2 separate regions of the Mus musculus genome follow, and region 2 is linked to region 1. Evidence: chromatin contacts called from public Hi-C data. All regions are on one chromosome and are shown on one strand. The core of a region is the stretch at or near the end of the contact, and the rest is flanking DNA. Distances in the headings are between cores, read along the strand shown. Region 1 overlaps Tnks (tankyrase, TRF1-interacting ankyrin-related ADP-ribose polymerase). Region 2 holds the start of Tnks (tankyrase, TRF1-interacting ankyrin-related ADP-ribose polymerase).

Region 1 (4,093 bases), core at 807-3,306:
GCACGGCCAAGGCTATGGCTCATTGGTGCAGCACTTGGTTAGCATGTGCAACACCATGAGTTTGGTTCCTAGTACCACATGGGAAGGGAAAAAGGTCAACCTAACACAACAACTATCTATTAAAAACATGAAGAGTAAAAAGGGAGTTATGTGAGTTTGGGAGGCAGAGGCAGGCAGATTTCTGAGTTCGAGGACAGCCAGGGCTACACAGAGAAACCCTGTCTCGAAAAATGCGGGGGTGGGGGGTGGGGGGGGACAGAAAAGAAAACTGAGAAAAACTCAAACTGATGGCTTCTTAGTCTCCTTGGGATTTCCATAGGATGATGTTAAGTTAAAGTAGCATTAAGTCGGCATTTAGAGCTCCATTGTCTCACAAGTTACCCTGCGAGTTCTCATTCTTCTCTACTCTTTTGTTTCATCTTCATAATTCATACGTGTAAAATAGTTTTTATATCTTCACTTCAAACTTCTTTTAAGATTACCTTTCCAGCACTACTAGAGGTCAAGTCTAGGGCCTTCTCCATGCTAAGCAGGTGCTTCACCTCAGAGATAATATCCCCAGCCTTCATTTTATTTTGAGATGGAGGTCTTGCTAAGTTACATGGGCTGGCCTTGAACTTGCAGGCCTCATGCATCCAGAACCCACTTTGAATCTAAGGTAGTTGAAATGTAGAATACACGTTTTATAAAGCATGGCATAGTTCTATAACTTTGAATTCAGACATTTGCATTCTTTCCTAAAGATGAGGCTGTGTCACTTTGGAAGATTGTGCTCTCTGAGGCTGTAAACTACCAGTTAACCTGCCCTGTAGCCCATCTGAGTTCACAGACGCTCACTAGGCAGAGGCCTTAAGTGACAGCTGGTCTAGTCTGTCAGTGCAGTTGGGACCTTCTCAAGGAATAAAACCAACAGGTTGTGTTTAAATTAATTCTTTGAAAAGAGCTCTTCCTGGCTGAAAACTCAGTTTGATCTGGATGTAGCATCTGTTTGGTTATCTAAGAAGAGATACTAACCAACAAAGGAATAGCCACCTCTTGTTCTGTAAATAGTTGACACAATTGGAGGAGCTTGCTTCAAGAAGAGAGCAAGTGTCTATCTTTCTGAGGGTTCTGGAGAAAATTCTTCTATGGGAAGAAAGTAGAATAAAGCTTGCTTTCCATATGTAGTCCATTCCTTGTCCTGTATCTCCAGGCAGCTTCTGATACTAAGAAGACCATCAGTTCTGGGTGCTCATTGCAGTGGTGTGGCCCCACTGTGGCTGTACTTCATTGCAGTGACCTGAGAGTCTGAGCATGCCTTGCCACAGATACTAACTTACTTGCCACTCAGTCATAGCTGTCCATTTCGGAAGGTCCATTGTGAGTCTGAGCTGCTGTCAGTGGAAGGAAAGGAATACAGAGCGAGAGTGGTGTCACCTCTCCTATTCCCTGTTCCCTGGCTTCTTCATTTGTCCTGTGGTGGTAATCATAGTTTCAAACCTAGATACTTACTGTGTTAGCCTGTTAATACACACACACTTTGTAATATTCTTGGTGGTTGTCTGTAAGCATTAAGAAACTTCATAGATGCTGATCTTCATAATTACACGACCTAAAAGGCAGGGCTCAGCAAGGAGATGCACTTATTTCCAGGGATGCGTGCCCATATTGATTTTCTGGCTTTTAATTTGTTTGGATTCTCATCTAAATATCAGTGTCTCAAAGAGCTTCTTAGAGCTTTCCATCATAGCAGATTAATCATGTCTCTGTTGATAGGAATTTAATCAAGTTCTGATTCTGTTTGTTGTCTTTGCCTAGGAATTTTGATTTAATGGCTGATGTAGTCTTTTATTTGTATCAGAAAAAACACTGATCTGGTTTTTTTTTTTTTTACCAAGTAATAGATCCAAATGAGATATGCTTTAGTAAAATAGAGCAAGAATTGAAATACTTAAATACTCATTTATAGGCAGTGAGTAAATAATCATGGAACAGCCACACAGTAGACATACTGTACATATATAAAAAGAGGAAGATAGACTTCTGTAATAGCAGAGGAGGAGGAAGAACATCAAGTCACAGGAGAGTAGAACACAGTCCTATTGGTGTGACAAAACATACTTGAGGAAACGCAAGCACTCTCATAGACAGAGTCTCCACGGGTCTTTGAGCAGCTGTCAGTGTGATTTGCCTCTGGGAAAGAGGCTTGCTGCAGAATAATACAACTGTTTGTTTTGTTTTCTGCACTGCTTGAATTTTCGGACAGAATATATTAATCTGTATGTTTAAAGGGGTTCTATTCTGGAGAGGATGGTTAGTATAAAGAAATTGGTAATTTGAGACCAGCTAAAATTGAGGAAATACATATGTGAATGTTTTTTAAGGCAGACCTTAAAGGCTAGATATTATTTATAGGCCAAAAAAGTTGGATTTTCAGGCTGTGTATTTGTTTACATGTATATATATTTCCTAAGACAGAGTTTAAAGGTAAGATAATTTCTACATTCACTCATAGATTGATAGAAGTATTCTTGCAAACTGATAGCAAATGCTGTGCTTTTCTTAAGAAGAAGCTGGGCTTCTATAAACTGTGTAGGAATCGGTGAGAGAGTTAAAAAGGTTTTTTTGAAGGAGGAAAGGTAAGTTCCAGTTTATCAGCAACACTGATGTAGCCCCAAGCTGCATTAGCAAGGAGACAGGCCTTTTCTTCACTAGGGCAGGGTTTTAACAACAGCAGAAATCAGGGTGCATAAAAACTGTTTTTCATTTGAGAAATTTACAATACACAGTAACCAATTATATTAATCTTGATTCTTGCAAACTAATTTTACATAAACAACCATAAAATATGAATATTGACATCAACATTAGATTATGAGATTCATTTTGTTTGATAACTTGGAAGTCTGAGAGGAAAACGCTGTAAGGTTTAGGGGCGTCTGTGGAGTGTGTGAAGGGGAACTTTCAGTCCCCTAAAAGTTTTTGGAGATTACTTTGGGGGTCTAGGGGGTCAAAATTGATGACAGAAGCTCATGGGACAATGACTCATCAGTTAGGTGATTATTCAAATGTGGGAAACAAATGCATGGGTATTTTATAGTTCTTTAAACTTGTTTTTAGTGAAGCAAAGATTTCATATTTGTATGTTGAAAAATTATGAAGCTATTTTACAAAATAATTTTGTAGTTGAAACTATAGAGAAAGAATCTGGAGTAAAATTCAAAGTAAACAGTATCTTATATTGTTGAATGTATGGAGCTAAGAAAGACTGCTTTAGTCTTTGGAAGAAATAACACAGTAGATGACAAAATTGGCAGCTTTCATTATCTTGAACTAAGTCTTAATAAGTAGTGTCCTTAGTGTACTAAAGTAATAGATCTTATTTGGAACACAAGTGCATTTAAGGATACACACAAGCATGTACACACACACACACACACACACACACACACACATACACATTGTAGCTTTGGGTTCTTAACCTTAGTCATGCAGCCATTTAACATGATTTTCATGCTGTGACCCCCAACCATAAAATTATTATTGTTACTACTTCATAACTGTAATTTTGCTGTTGCTGTGAAGCATAATGTAAATATCTGTTATACAGGATATGCAACCCCCAAGAAAGGGTCATTTGATACCCCCCACCCATCCACCCCCAGTTGAAAACCACTGCTCTCTAGACACTAAGAAGTTTGACCAGTGTTAAATCTGCCTGGTACCCTGATAACCACAGTGAGTTTCCTGGAGCTGGGAAAGTCCTGGACAGCAAACAAGCTGGTCATCAGCGCTTGGACAATTCCAGAGGGTTTGATGTAGGCCACACTAAATCTTCCTCTTAACGACAGAAAAGAAAAGCACTATATGCGTACTATAAACAGCTCTCTGATGACTTACATGATAACTTTGCAGTGGAAGTTTTCCCTGGGAAATACATCAAATACCACACATTCCTGTTAAGAAATGTCAGTTTAAACCTTTACACAAAGTTATAGGCAGATTCACCATCTTAGTTTCACTTCTCATCGCTGTGATAAGACAGATACAACAGAAGTGAGAAAGGGCTTAATTTAGCTTTCAGTTCCAGAGTACAGTCCATCGTTCTGAAGCA
Region 2 (4,093 bases), core at 591-3,090, 87 kb before region 1:
ACCTTCTGCTGAAGCCTATATAAGGACATTAGAAGAAAGAAGACTCACTCTTCTTCGCATGCTTGCACTTACTGGCCAGCATATCCATTGGAACCTACTTCTTCGGGGGAGTCCAGTGTAAACAGAAGACCAGCTAAAACAGCTAACCTTGTGGGACTGAGCAACTACTAGACGCTTGGACTTCCCATTCACAGCTGCCCATTGTTGGGTTAGTTGGACTACAGACTGTAAGTCATTACAATAAATTCCCTTATATAGAGACATTCCATAAGTTCTGTGACTCTAGAGAACCCAGACTAATACACAGAGTGAGAAAACTTACAGGGAAAACTCTCACCAGACTATGAGAGTTTGTGCAGCCGATTGCCACGAACGCCAAGGAGCAGAGACAGGACAGATTTTTGAACTGCTCTTTTCAAAGTGTCTGTAATCTGAGAGGACAGGATTAACATTTTAGAGACTTGCTTTACCTGTTGTCTCTGCGCTAGCAAAGCAGAAGAAAGAAGTCAGTCATTCCAGAGTACGGCCACGTCTCTCATGTCATGTGGTCTGCTCAGTCTCCGAGATTCTCGTCTGGTGCTCCCCCTCCCCCACCCCGCTCCCCCATTGCTCATTCCTGTCCCTTCTTATTCTCTGTCTAGTTAGGTTTGCATACTCCCAATGCCAGTGAGTCTTGCATGCCTCTCAGAGCATCCTTAGTCAGATTTAACTCTGAAGAGACAAACCAAGCGGTGTGTCCTCCTGACCCACTAGCATAGTTGCGGCCATTTTGTTCCATGCTTGCCAGCTATTTCATATTGTTGCTGTAATATGCCTACCAGCCTTTGACATAGAAAAATAGTTTGACTCAGAGAAGGGTCATGCTGGTCACATCCCCTGTTATGTTCTGTATGTCCTGAGGTTTGTTAATCTTAAGGAATTCCACAAAGCTTTACATAGGGCCCATCAAATTAAAGGTCATTATGAACTGTTATGTCAAAAATGGCTTAAATCAGACCTGATCACCTGGCAGAACTTCCTGCACCTGAGAAAGATCTCATTGTCGTTTGTGTGTGTGTGTTTTCCTTTATAAGCTGACAGAAAAAGATAATGTAGTTCAGATAATTCTGAGCTATGTCCATGATCTAATCAGTATTAGGGTATAAATTCAATAATCCGACTCTCAGACCCCAACACTGAGCTATTGACAGTGTGTATGTGCATGGATTCCTTTCTCCGGTATTAAGTACAAATGCTCTTAGAGAATAAAGTTCCCTTATCCTTCCCTCCTGTCCCGTGTCAGAATGAGACGTAAGAGACAGTACAAAGAGACAGTAAGGTGGAGAGATATCTAACACTGCATTTAAAAATATTCCCAATGTGCTAATTATAATTATTCTTCAGAGCGTTTGTATGCATTAGCTCACTTCATTCCTGCAAACAACTTTGTGAGGTGGGTACTATTAATTCCATTTTCGGACGAGGACGTTTGGTAGATGTTTGCATAAGTTACACTTTAATAGCTTCTTCTGAAGGGAGACACCGCAGACTGACGGGTACCCGAGGGAAGACTGAAGCCGACCGAAGCAATCCCGCAGAAAGTGAAGGAAGGCAGAAGTTTCTCAGACAGGTAGTGGCTCACCACAACTTTCAAATCTGCCCAGCCAGCCCGCCAGGGCGTCACAAAAGCCCGTCGCTCCACTACTAAGCCACGCCCCCAGGCTGGTTGTTCTCTGAGCTTCCAATACTTCCCTTCTTCTCTCGGACTCCACCCACTTCGGCAGGAATCATTTCCGGGTATGTTGGATCCCGATTGGTCCAGAATCCGGAAGTGAGGGCGGGCGGTGGCGCCGTTGCCGCAGTGACAGTACGGGGGAGTGGGAAGATGGCGGCGTCGCGTCGCTCTCAGCATCATCACCACCATCATCAGCAACAGCTCCAGCCCGCCCCAGGGGCTTCGGCTCCGCCACCGCCACCTCCCCCGCCGCTCAGCCCGGGCTTGGCCCCGGGACCCACCCCTGCCTCGCCTACGGCCGGCGGCCTGGCGCCCTTCGCCTCCCCGCGGCACGGCCTGGCGCTGCCGGAGGGGGATGGCAGCCGGGACCCGCCCGACAGGCCGCGATCTCCCGACCCGGTGGACGGCGCCGTCTGCACCGTGGCTGCTCCGGCCGCGGTCCCGGCAGCTTCCGCCGCCGTCGGGGTCGCTCCCACCCCAGCCGGCGGCGGCGGCGGCGGCGGGAACAACTCCGCGTCGTCCGCTTCTTCCCCGACTTCGTCTTCGTCTTCCTCCCCGTCCTCCCCTGGCTCGAGCTTAGCGGAGAGTCCCGAGGCGGCCGGAGTTGGCTCCACGGCAACTTTGGGAGCCGGGGCGGCGGGCCTCGGCCCGGGGGTCCCAGCCGTGAGTGGGGCCCTGCGGGAGCTGCTCGAGGCCTGTCGGAATGGGGACGTGTCCCGGGTGAAGAGGTTGGTGGACGCCGCGAACGTGAATGCCAAGGACATGGCCGGCCGAAAGTCTTCTCCCCTGCACTTCGCAGCAGGTCTGTCTGGGACTTGAGAATTGTGGTTTACGGGGTTCGGAGCGGAGGGTGGGTGATTGGACCCAGGACAAAGAAGTTACAGGTTGTTAGCAGGACTTCACCCCGAGAGCTGAAGTTTTTAGTGCATGGGTGGTGGGGACTTGGAAGCGGGGACGAGGTGTGAATTCACCCCTCAGTGTTTGCAACCGTGGTACTTCAACTTATGCAAACTCTGTGTAGCGGTCAACCCTGGATGTGGGCATGCTTAAAACTTTTTCAGTTCAGAGTGTGCCTGCCTGGGACAAGTTGCATTTGAGTCGCTTTAGGGACAGCTTTGTCGTTCGTGAGACAGTTTTGTTTTTGTTTTTGTTTTCGGCACGGTTTTGTCCCCGGAGGACAGACAGTCCCGGGCCAAAAGAAGTGTACGGTAACTCAACAAGTGTTTTAAGAATCTCTCATATTCTTAAGATACACAACGCAAGACAATGGGGTTTGTGAAACGTCACGTTTTCTATGAAGTCGACTGTCTGTTTGGAGAGACTACAGCGGGCCAGTCGGAGACAGTAGTGATAAGGGTATTGTGTGCCTTATGATAAGGGGCAGAGAGAGACAGAGAGCGAGAGAGAGAGCGAGAGCGAGGGCGCAGCTTTGAGGTCCATTGTGTATTTACCTTGTCTCTCAGCTCATTTTCTTAGAGACAAAGATGAGAGGTTGTTTGAGCAAGGATCTAGGAAGAAGTCTCTGGCGGGGAAACTCTCCACATAGGCACTGATTGCTAAATGCTGAACTGAACTTTTTTTTGCCCCATCCCCCTTCTGAGTATGTAGTTGTTTTCTTTTTGAAACGCAGAATATTTTTATAAAACACAGAAATGTAGAACAAAACTAAAAGGGCTGTAATCTCACTGCTTTGATACTTTTGGTTGATTTTTTTTTTTAAATATAGGTGATGCCCTTAAAACAGTACCTTTGAAGTGTGTACTTACACATTTATTATAAATTCAAATAGGACAGAAAGATACAAAATTAAAAGACACTTTTAAAATAAAGTATCAAACATTCCACTTTTAAATGTTAGTTTTTCTTAAAAAATTTTTTTTCATGAGTACATGTAATTCATTAATGTTCTGTGGTGTGATGCCAGGTGCGTGTGTGTGTGTGTGTGTGTGTGTGTGTGTGTGTGTGTGTGGGGACAAGAGGGCAATCCATTCCCTGGAATAGGAGTTACAGGTAGTTGTGGGTCACCCAGCAAGGGTGCTCAGCTACTTTGGAAGAGTAAGCAGTGCTTAATTAACTTCAGAGCATCTCTCCAGCGCCTTTTCTGTCTTGAGATGCAGTCGAACACCAACCAGGACTTTGCTTTTGCTGGGGAAGCGCTCTACCACTGGGCTCCATGCACCTCCAGCTCCCTCCTCTTGTTGCACATTTCAGTGGGTGTGAACTCCTTCAGCTCTGGAAACGTAAGCTTAGAAGTTTATATATGTATTTTCCCCTATATCTTGGCAGGTCCTGGGATTCTCATTTTACAGATGATAAGGTGAGGCACACATGTTTAAGTGAGTCTAGTTCACAAGCAAAGTAGGGAAACATTGCTGTTGA

What was found. A called contact is a pair of places that touch in the nucleus more often than the background predicts.
Region 2: a Hi-C map of bone marrow-derived macrophages shows a contact between it and region 1, with 2.3 times the contacts expected there. The contact joins the promoter of Tnks here to the enhancer-like site in region 1. A contact is called at or near these places in 8 of 39 promoter capture datasets (the 3T3-L1 cell line, 3T3-L1-derived adipocytes, the HPC-7 cell line and 4 more), 1 of 15 datasets of contacts at CTCF or cohesin (the NIH/3T3 cell line), 16 of 484 Hi-C or Micro-C datasets (the 3T3-L1 cell line, the BV-2 cell line, ECoMG-derived neutrophils and 9 more), 8 of 115 datasets of contacts at active chromatin or transcription factors (bone marrow-derived dendritic cells, bone marrow-derived macrophages, embryonic stem cells and 2 more) and 3 of 9 other capture datasets (adipose tissue, embryonic stem cells and macrophages).

The regions. Positions count from the first base shown.
Region 1 is chr8:34,876,779-34,880,871 of GRCm38.p6, reverse strand. The region is part of intron 5 of Tnks (tankyrase, TRF1-interacting ankyrin-related ADP-ribose polymerase); the gene reads left to right. Among named protein-coding and RNA genes, the nearest start is that of Dusp4, 71 kb to the right of the region's middle. Within about 2 kb of position 2,056, at least 19 of the 459 cell types and tissues checked have an H3K27ac peak or open chromatin away from gene starts, as enhancers often do. A contact at or near this core is called in bone marrow-derived macrophages and microglia, where this site is marked.
Region 2 is chr8:34,963,437-34,967,529 of GRCm38.p6, reverse strand. It overlaps Tnks (tankyrase, TRF1-interacting ankyrin-related ADP-ribose polymerase), which reads left to right and starts at 1,840. Exons shown (of 27, transcript NM_175091.3): 1 at 1,840-2,516. The coding sequence starts at 1,865.